3 separate regions of the Mus musculus genome follow, and all the other regions are linked to region 3. The links are chromatin contacts, called in public HiChIP or PLAC-seq and promoter capture Hi-C maps. All regions are on one chromosome and are shown on one strand. The core of a region is the stretch at or near the end of the contact, and the rest is flanking DNA. Distances in the headings are between cores, read along the strand shown.

Evidence for each region. Promoter capture Hi-C pulls out the DNA fragments that hold promoters and counts their contacts. HiChIP or PLAC-seq counts read pairs in DNA pulled down with a chosen protein or histone mark.
Region 1: a contact with region 3 is called in an H3K27ac HiChIP or PLAC-seq map of extraembryonic endoderm stem cells. The contact joins two enhancer-like sites. A contact is called at or near these places in 4 of 39 promoter capture datasets (the C10 cell line, the HPC-7 cell line, cranial neural crest and 1 more), 1 of 484 Hi-C or Micro-C datasets (nephron progenitors) and 6 of 115 datasets of contacts at active chromatin or transcription factors (embryonic hindbrain, embryonic limb bud, extraembryonic endoderm stem cells and 3 more).
Region 2: a promoter capture Hi-C map of second pharyngeal arch cranial neural crest shows a contact between it and region 3, with 4 times the contacts expected there. The contact joins two enhancer-like sites. A contact is called at or near these places in 17 of 39 promoter capture datasets (the 3T3-L1 cell line, 3T3-L1-derived adipocytes, the C10 cell line and 12 more), 1 of 15 datasets of contacts at CTCF or cohesin (the NIH/3T3 cell line), 1 of 484 Hi-C or Micro-C datasets (muscle stem cells), 8 of 115 datasets of contacts at active chromatin or transcription factors (cardiomyocytes, embryonic hindbrain, embryonic stem cells and 3 more) and 2 of 9 other capture datasets (liver and pancreatic islet).

The regions. Positions count from the first base shown.
Region 1 is chr8:61,571,522-61,574,692 of GRCm38.p6, reverse strand. All of the region lies in intron 10 of Palld (palladin, cytoskeletal associated protein), which reads left to right. Among named protein-coding and RNA genes, the nearest start is that of Gm35254, 47 kb to the left of the region's middle. Within about 2 kb of position 1,307, at least 60 of the 459 cell types and tissues checked have an H3K27ac peak or open chromatin away from gene starts, as enhancers often do. A contact at or near this core is called in extraembryonic endoderm stem cells and heart atrium, where this site is marked.
Region 2 is chr8:61,536,637-61,539,622 of GRCm38.p6, reverse strand. It overlaps Palld (palladin, cytoskeletal associated protein), which reads left to right. Exons shown (of 22, transcript NM_001293772.2): 12 at 800-935. Among named protein-coding and RNA genes, the nearest start is that of Cbr4, 50 kb to the right of the region's middle. Within about 2 kb of position 1,367, at least 8 of the 459 cell types and tissues checked have an H3K27ac peak or open chromatin away from gene starts, as enhancers often do.
Region 3 is chr8:61,847,370-61,850,109 of GRCm38.p6, reverse strand. The region is part of intron 2 of Palld (palladin, cytoskeletal associated protein); the gene reads left to right. Among named protein-coding and RNA genes, the nearest start is that of Palld, 54 kb to the left of the region's middle. Within about 2 kb of position 1,324, at least 16 of the 459 cell types and tissues checked have an H3K27ac peak or open chromatin away from gene starts, as enhancers often do. A contact at or near this core is called in extraembryonic endoderm stem cells and heart atrium, where this site is marked.

The sequences.
Region 1 (3,171 bases), core at 58-2,557, 280 kb after region 3:
AGACTGCCCCTTGGAGAACTGAGCTGTAACTGGGCTCCAGACTGCCACATGCCCATTGTGTACCTGACAGCTTTCAGATTCAAGCCTGGGTCCCGTGCTTGGGGTGTTTGCGGTGTTTGCAGTGTTTGCGATCGGCTTCTCAAAGATGCCGGATCAGACTCTCTTCATCATTTCAACTCGAGCTGCAGAAGGTCCTCTGTAGTATGCTCTGGATGACTTAGTTAGGGAATAAAAAGTGGGGGAGAGTAAATATTTTGACATGTGGCAATTTTCAGGGTGTGTATTTTCTGTGTATGTATGTAAATGCTGGTGCAGGTACACAGGTACACAGAGGACAGGGGTTGTGATTGTCTTTTGCTTCTTCCTCTATCACTTTCTACCATATTTTTTGAGAGAGGCTCTCTCACTGAATCTTGAGATTACTAATTGACTAGACCAACTGGCCAGTGAGTCCCCTGGACCCGCCTGTCTCCCTCTTCCAGTGCACCATGCTACTCCCAGCTTTTTTTGTTTTTGTTTTTGTTTTTGTTTTTGTTTTTGTTTTTGTCTGGGTTCTAGGTGTTCCAAATGAAGTCCTAATGCTTATACAGCAAGCACTATACCCAGGGAGCCATCACCCCAGCCCTGGTCCTCCCTCATTCTTGCAGAGTACCAAGAAACAAAGGATTTGATGACAAACAGGCAAAGCAGTGTCTGACTCTAAAGCCAGGAGACATATTTTGCCTGGTTCCTGAGAGTTAAACCATCCATCCGCCAGACCCTGAGTGGGGTGAGCTTGTCTTCCACTTCAGTGAGGGAAGCCTGACTTCTGTAGCCCAGCTCCTGAAAGTAGGGAACCAACTTTCTCTCTCCGTTCTTACTGCCCAAGACAAGCTAAGCCAGGAAGAACCCAGTTCTTTGTCTCTCAAGTGGGTTAATAGTATGTCTGAGCCTACCCTCCTCAAACTGCTTTCAAAGTTCCTCTAAAGATGGCAATTCTTCACATTCCCAGCATAGTTGGAAAGCTTGGAAAACCCCAGGCCGGTGCTGGGAAAGCCCATCCCCTTTTGAGGCATACAATTGCTTACACTGTGACTTCTCATCTTAGTCTGAGTCTGTCTTCTGGGTCTGACTGGGGAGCAGCAGAATGATGTGGGAAATCGCAGGTACTTCTGACTCCCACTTAATAGGAAGGGTCCTCAGACCCTGTGTACCTAACGCTGAGTCAATGAATCTGGCCCATGTGTCACTGAAGCACAGAGAGGCCGTTGTCAGCCAGATTACATCCGATGCGTCACATCCTACCGTGCCCCACTCTGCCTGTGTCTCTGTGGACTCTCTCTTCCTTTCCTGGCTATCTGAAACCTGCCCATTGTACCTGTATTTGTTTAGGGACTGTGAACCCATAGTCTGACTTTTATTTTCTCTGTCTTCAGAAGCAATCAATCTCTCTCTCCAATAAATCAGAAGTGACCTACATATGTAAAATGAATGAAAGAGGCAAAAATAAAGTCAGTTGGTAGGTTGGGGTGCCAGTTCAGTCTCTTGTGAGTTCATTTTCTTGCTCCCCTACACATTTGTTTTTGTTGGAAAACCCACCCCAGCACTTTAATGCATAACTTATCAGAGCCCCTTGAAGTTAGAGCCTCAGAAACCCCTCTTACCCTCATCTGACAAGCACGCAGTTAACATCAGTAACAACTAACAAGTAGCTGTCATCCAGCAAACAAAATCATGCTGAGCCAGCCTGGCACTTCAGTTCTCTTGGAAGTGTGCTAAGGCTTCCTAGAAAATGAGGCGACAGCTCGATGTTAGGGACAAAGAAGGAGAGGGCTCTAAAACACAAGGTCCACGGAAGCCCAGCTTTCTCACACAAGCATGTAACTTTGCTGACACTGGACTGGCTTCCTAAGTATGAGGTGCAGGAAGACTAGTGAAACAGAAAGGACACAGCACCCTTCTCCCCGGCCATCTGGTCTGTACAAATGGTGCATAGTTTGGTTGCAGAGATGACGCTGTGAATGGTGGCTAGGTTCTTTAGCACTGAACCTAGACCAAGTATGTAGTAAAAGCTCCATCCATATCCTAGGTTGACTGAAGAGGGGTGGGCAAGAGGGACGAATGCAAATCAGCAGTGAGGAGGGAGCTAGCTCCAAAGCTCCTAGTATTTGTGAGTGTTCATACTTGTTCTTTGACCTTGAAGTTTGAGTTATTTAGCAATACTTCCTAAACTTTGCCTTGAGCCATGATGATCGATTTAGTCTGTTTGGAGGGCTTTTAGGTAGTTGAATTAAGTGCCTGTCACCTGACCTACTTAAGTTTTGGAGGTAGTAGTGAGTGGAAAGCCTATGCACTGAGCTCATCAGATGGTGGGCTCTGTGCAGGAAGTATCTTTCCTCTTGCCTCGGTTGTTTTGGTTATAGTCATTGTTCACGATTAAGCTTTGCAGAAAAATGTGAAGTGAGTCAACTCTGAGGGTCCATAAATTGGTTTTCAGAAATTTGGGTGTCTAGGGAGACCAGAAGGGATCACTTAGGCAGGTAAAGAGAGAAGTCATTCCCAGGTGAACAACCAGAAGAGAAGTGCTGTGGAAACTTTTGAGAGGATCTCATGCTATATTTTTTCTTTCTGCTGGAAAGAGTTGTCAATATTTTTCATGAATGAATACAAATTCACCTCCTTTTCCCCCATAGATCTCTTAGCCTTAAAAAAAAAACCCTCATATAAGTTATTTTTATTGGAGTAGTCTAAGAAGAGCTACACTCAAGTACATTCAATGTGTAGACCTGACCCTAGATTATCTCTAGAATACCCTTGTTCACATACATTTCTAGTATTAATGCCACTTCTTTCATCTCATTTTACTGAAGATAGAGGAAGCCCTGAAGGGTCTATAAGCATGGGATTATCGCAGACAGATAAAGGTGTATATACGGAGTGTTTGGGAGGCAGATACATGGAATATGTCCAGGAACTCCGAGGGCAGGCCATGAAGTGAGGTTTAAACTGACAGCTGCAGAATGAATGGTAGGTAGACCAAGCCGTTAAGATGGGAGAATCAAATATCAAAGAGTACCATTGAAGCTATGAGGAAAACTTAGGAATGAGAAGAGGCCATACCCAGGTACCACTTTAACTTTTGGGCCAAGTTAAAGAATTTAGACCAAAGTGTGGACACTTTGCCCCTTCCTA
Region 2 (2,986 bases), core at 118-2,617, 310 kb after region 3:
TATAAGACACAATGAAGGATTTTCACCATTTTTAGACAAAGTATTGCATGGCCCGAGCTGGCTTTGAACTTGCTATGTAGCCAACAATGACTTTGAACTCCTACCTTCCTGACCTCCAACCTCCTAGTGCTGGGATAGCGGCAATTACAGAACACCCAGTCTTTTCCCTCTGCTGAGTATAGAACTCAGGTTTTTATGCATGCTAGGCAAGCACTCTACCGACTAGGCTACATCCCTAGATTCTGACCCCCAGATATACCTGGCAAATGATGCTACTCCTGTATTGCTTATAATGAGGCTTATAGCCTTGTCATTGGATACATTGAATTATGAAGGACCAGAAAATTTTTAAAATCATAAGAGAAATTTGTCCTTTTTAAGTCCTCTCAACATTCACACGTTGCATTCATCTTTATATATTTTTATGTGTATTTTTAAGCAACTTTAAGAAGCTTGCCCAAGATCAAGGCTGAGTCTGTTTAAGCCTCATAGGAAGACACATCAGATTTTCATTTCATGTTGCTACTCCCTAGGATTGAAACACAGGTAGTTTCTGTCTGTGGCATTTACCTAGCCACTGAATATGCTCCCCTATGGGTGTCCGAACCTTCCTCAAGACCAGGTTCCAGTTAGTGTTTCCTGAACTCCTGAAAGCACCTTCTCTTCATATGAGTAGTTGTAGATGCTTTAAAAGGATACACTATGAAGGCCATCTATCTATGCTTCGTTGAACTTGAAGGCTGACTTGGACTTGTGTGTATGCCCAGCAGTTAACTATACTTATGCCTTTGTTGTGCAGGGGGTTCCCAAAGAAGTCCAGTAGAACTGCTAGAATTGCCTCTGATGAGGAGATTCAAGGCACAAAGGATGCTGTCATCCAAGACCTGGAACGGAAGCTTCGCTTCAAGGAGGACCTTCTGAACAATGGCCAACCGGTACTGATGGATCAGGGGCTTAACTGGTACTGATGGAACAGGGGCTAGCCAAACGGTACTAATGGAACAGGAGTTTAACCAGTACTGATGGAATAGGGGCTTAACCAGTACTAATAGAACAGGGCCTTAGACTTGGAACCCCAGCCCCGCCAGCCAGATCTCCTCTGGTTCACTCAGGCTCACGTTCATAAGACTTGTCCATGAGGCTCTGTCATTATCTCTGAATTCCAGTATCCCTCTTAGTGAGTAGGAGAGACACGGAAGTACTGATGGCAGCAACTAGGGCTGACACCACAACATGATATACAGTGCTATAAAGGACCCACAGAGAGTCCATCTTAGCTAGGTGGCTCCCTGGGAGGAAATAGGAAGGTACTCTGGGATAGCTGGTACCCAGAAGCAGTGAAATGGAATGAAAGGCTTCCACCCAGGATAACCTGGGCTAGAAAACCCACTGCTACGGCTGAGTCCTGTTCTCCTTGACTGAGTAGACGCTGCTCCCACACCTTGCAGTAATGTCTGTCCCACTGTCTTGCTCCAAGTTTTACAGCAATACTACCACACTTGACAACAGAAACTACTTCTGCCTTAAGGCCGTAGGCTTTGACTGTGACCATCGATCTGATGGGAAACAGATGGTTCATCCCTACTTAAATTTTCCATAGCTGAGTTTGTTTGCTTGCTTAATCTTTTTGTATCATCTCAGAGGTTTTAAAGGGCTGGGAAAGGCCAGCAAATTAGGTATCCTAAACATAGGAGATGAGTCTTTTCTGGCTGTATCATGAAATACCAGAAAAATAAGCTTGCTTAAAATCATCTCAGATGCCGTTTCAGAACAGAAATTGCTCTAGGTTTGTGGGATTTTTTTCATGGTGATACTAGTGATTAAGGGCCCTTAATCTTAAGGCGGATGAAGCTTCTAGCAAGCTTTGTGGTGCTTGTTTCACTGGGTCCTGGGGCTCTGCAAAAGAGGGAAGTATGTGACCTCCACCTCTAACCAGTGATTGCACGCACGCTGGAAGCGTTCCCTGGTTCTGTCAACAAAAGCTGTTGGAAGATTAAAACAGATGCTTAGGGGGACTGTTTTTAGCCAGGTGAGGGCATCTCTCCAACTCCTCCCCAACACAAACCATTTTTTTATTTAAGTATTCCTTATGGATGAGGACTCTCTTGGATTAAAAGTAAAACCTGTATAAGGTACAACTCATATATGTATATATTATCTATCTGTTTAGCAATACGTAAACATTCATAGTAACTTCATTTGATAGTTTAGATCAAGAAAACTGAATTTCCTTTTTTTTTTTAAAAAGGGAATCTCGAATGAGTTGTTCATACCATCCCATAATATTCTGTTACTTATTTTGGCTTCTGTAGACAAGAGCTTGTATTTCCATATATCACAATGACATCAAATCCAAACTGGGAAGTGAGATTGGCTTCTGGGGGAAGCTAGGGCATCTTGGTGAAGGAATAGGTATGCAGTCGCTATTTCTGCCTATGCAGAACCGGTCTTCCACTGATGGTGATAAAATTCTCCACCAGAACGTAAGGAAGACTTTGTCAGAGAACAATGATAAAAGCAATAAGAGCCCATTTGAAAACTGAACTCCCTCATCTTAATAGACTTGATAAAATCACTTTGCATAGTTGTACTGGACCAAATCACTCCCTGAAGCATTGGGACACCCTCTTCTTGTCCCCTGCCATTCCTTTAGCAAATGAAATAATTTCAACCTTAGGGCTATTTGGCATTTGATCTGTTTCACTTCCCAGTTTCGGCTGGGACGAGAACCAGCAATTACTGGAAACTGTAAGTTCATCCAACATATTTTTCTGATTAGGGAATGTTGAACAGTGTTTGTGTTGACATTCAGAAGTTTTGAAGGGTCATATGAAATAATGCTTGTACTTTTATATTTTACGGATTCTACCCTCCTAATTATTCCTTATTTCTAACTGATCCCTTGTTGGAAAAGGCCCCTAAAGAGATTTGTGAACTCTCAAAGTTCCTCCAGATCCATAATTCTAGGGCACATAGGACCAACAGT
Region 3 (2,740 bases), core at 75-2,574:
TAATTGAATTTCAAATTACACTGGGAATACATTACAATAAACCCAGGTCTTTGGGGGGAAATCTTCTCCACAGTGAACTTCCTTCCCTGTCTTGGAAGCCATCTTCCAAGCCCATAACCTCATGCTCACATCAACCTGAATTTTAACCTGTCCCCAGCCCTCCCCTGAGAAAAAATGGATCTGTTGACCTGCAGAAAACGGCCTTTCACAGATTTGGGTAAATTTATAACATATAATAAAGTTAAGTATAGATTCGTAATTTGACATTTAAAAATAAATCCACCTGAGTACATGCTATGTGCGGAATTTTTTTAGCATCATGCACTATTTTCCGTAATCCTCACAGCAATGGAGGAAAATGGACCCAGGAAATAGAAATAACACTCCCAATGTGTTAGGGTGGGAAACGGTGCAGTCTGAGGCCCAATAAATCAAGTCTTTCTGTGTTGCAGGTGAAATCAGGTTTCGTTTCCTTTCCTGTTTTCCTTGGAGAGGGGCTGTGTAGATCATTGTCCAGGCAGCACACACAACTAAACCCACGCTCTCCCGTAAGGCTCACTTTTCATCTAATAAATTTCATCTAATTAATTAATTGTAGCTAATTTCCCCTAAAACAACCAGCCTCAAAATCAAAATGACCTCCATCGATTCTGTTGATTCTTCCAGCACAGCAGCCTACAGGCAGATTGGGCCCACTTCACCTGAAGGGAACTAGTCACGTTATAGTTCAGGATCCTTAGATCCAGGGGCTGGGGAGATGATGGCTCGGTGTGGGGCACTCGCTGCTTTTGCACAGGACCAGCGTTTGGTTCCCAGGCCCCTGGCTGCTGTCTCACAGCTTCAGAGAATCAGGCATCTTCTTCTGGTCTCTTCATGCACACAAGCACACATTCTCCCCAGTCTCTCTCCCTCCTCCCTTCCTCCCACCTTCCTTTTTTCCATGCTTCCCTCCCTTCCTCACTCCTCAAATAAAACTGAAAAAAGAAAAAAAAATCCTTTAAAGTCACTAATTGTTACCTGTTATACCAACATGTCATTGCTGGTCTTCGGTGGGGACAGGACCAGTCCACAGCTTTGCCCTGGCAAAATGTTTTAGTCTGTTCCCCCTGGCTGGTGCTTTAGTCTGTTTCCATGAAGGCCTTGTATGGTCCCTGACCCCAGCCTGCTGCCATCGGATTCCTTCTCAGCTTTTCACATTCCCAGGCAGAGATAAACTGCAATCGAGCTTAAAGGATCAGGAAGGCTTTCCCTTTGTGTGAGGGGTGATTAAGTTTGATCTGTGTCTGCTGCTGCTGCTGCGGTCATTTTCTTCCTTCTGCTTCTGAAACATAAGACTGTCCAATGGATACTTACTCCTCAGGTCCCTGGGGACTGCCCTAATTATGTCTTCATCCTGATACTGGCTTTCTTTCAGAGGGAAAGGCTGTGTCCAGCGGGTGACAATTCTATTTCAGTTAGCGAGAGTTCTGGCTGGTAAGATGAGAACAACTTGAAATTAGGATCGATGGCTTCATGTTTTGACTTCTTTTTTTTTTTTTTTTTAGGCAGAAGGTATGTTTGAGTGTGTGTTGTTTTGTTTGTTTGTCTTTCTTACTTCTTTCTTTTTTTTTTTTTTAAAATGAGGGCATCTATGTTTAAGTTTAAGATGAGGTATTAAACTCAGTATTCTTTTTTTTTTTTTTTTTTTTTAAAGATTTATTTATTTATTATATGTAAGTACACTGTAGCTGTCTTCAGACACTCCAGAAGAGGGAGTCAGATCTTGTTACGGATGGTTGTGAGCCACCATGTGGTTGCTGGGATTTGAACTCCTGACCTTCGGAAGAGCAGTCGGGTGCTCTTACCCACTGAGCCATCTCACCCTTTCTTACTTCTTTCTCTTTCCAGCTTCTTATTTTACCCATTAAGAAGTCACCCGCTAACACCGGGTGATGGGAAGTGAACTCCATTCTGCCCGAGAAAGCCTTCAGGTTATTAAACATTCTCTCACTGAACCAAAGTCCATCAGAGGCCTTCCCTGAACCAGCAGAGCTTTGAACGGATAGGAAGAAAAACTCGCTTGCTGGTTGTGTTTTTCAACACTGTGACCAACATTCTGAGAAACCGTTTTTAAAAGGAGCCCAGGCCGACATTGTCAGTGGTTTCTGTTCATGCCCCACTAGCTCCCTTGTTTCAAGCCTGTGGTGAGGCCGGGTGGCAAGGCAGAGAAGACTGAGACAAACAGAGATGCTCACTGCCTAGTGGATAGAACGCAGAGACAGGCAAGAAGCCGGAGGTACATGATAAACCCTTCTGGAACATTCTCCAATTCAGCTGTACTTCGTAATGACACCATAGGATTTGGAATCTATCAAGGGGTTAATCCGCACATTAGGACAGAGTACTAATGATTCAGTCAGTGATGGGATCCAACAGCTGGAGACAAAGCCTTCAGCAAATGTTTGAGAATTTCATAAGCAAGCCATGGCAATGCTGGGGTGATAAAGGCCTATTTTGCATCATGGTGTTATCAGATTAGCAGGCAAGTGGTGAAGCTTTTATCGGGTGTTACTGCTCATTTCTCCCCTCCCTTCATACCCCTGCCTGCCTCTCTCCCTCTCCCTCCCCCCTCTCTTCTCTCTATCCCCCAACTTTCTAACTCATAGAAAGGCAGAATTATTCCAAGCTGTTGACTGCTTGTGGGAGGAGTAGTTGGTCTCAGAATTCCTCCTGTCAAAGACTGTCTCCCTGCTAATGAGTG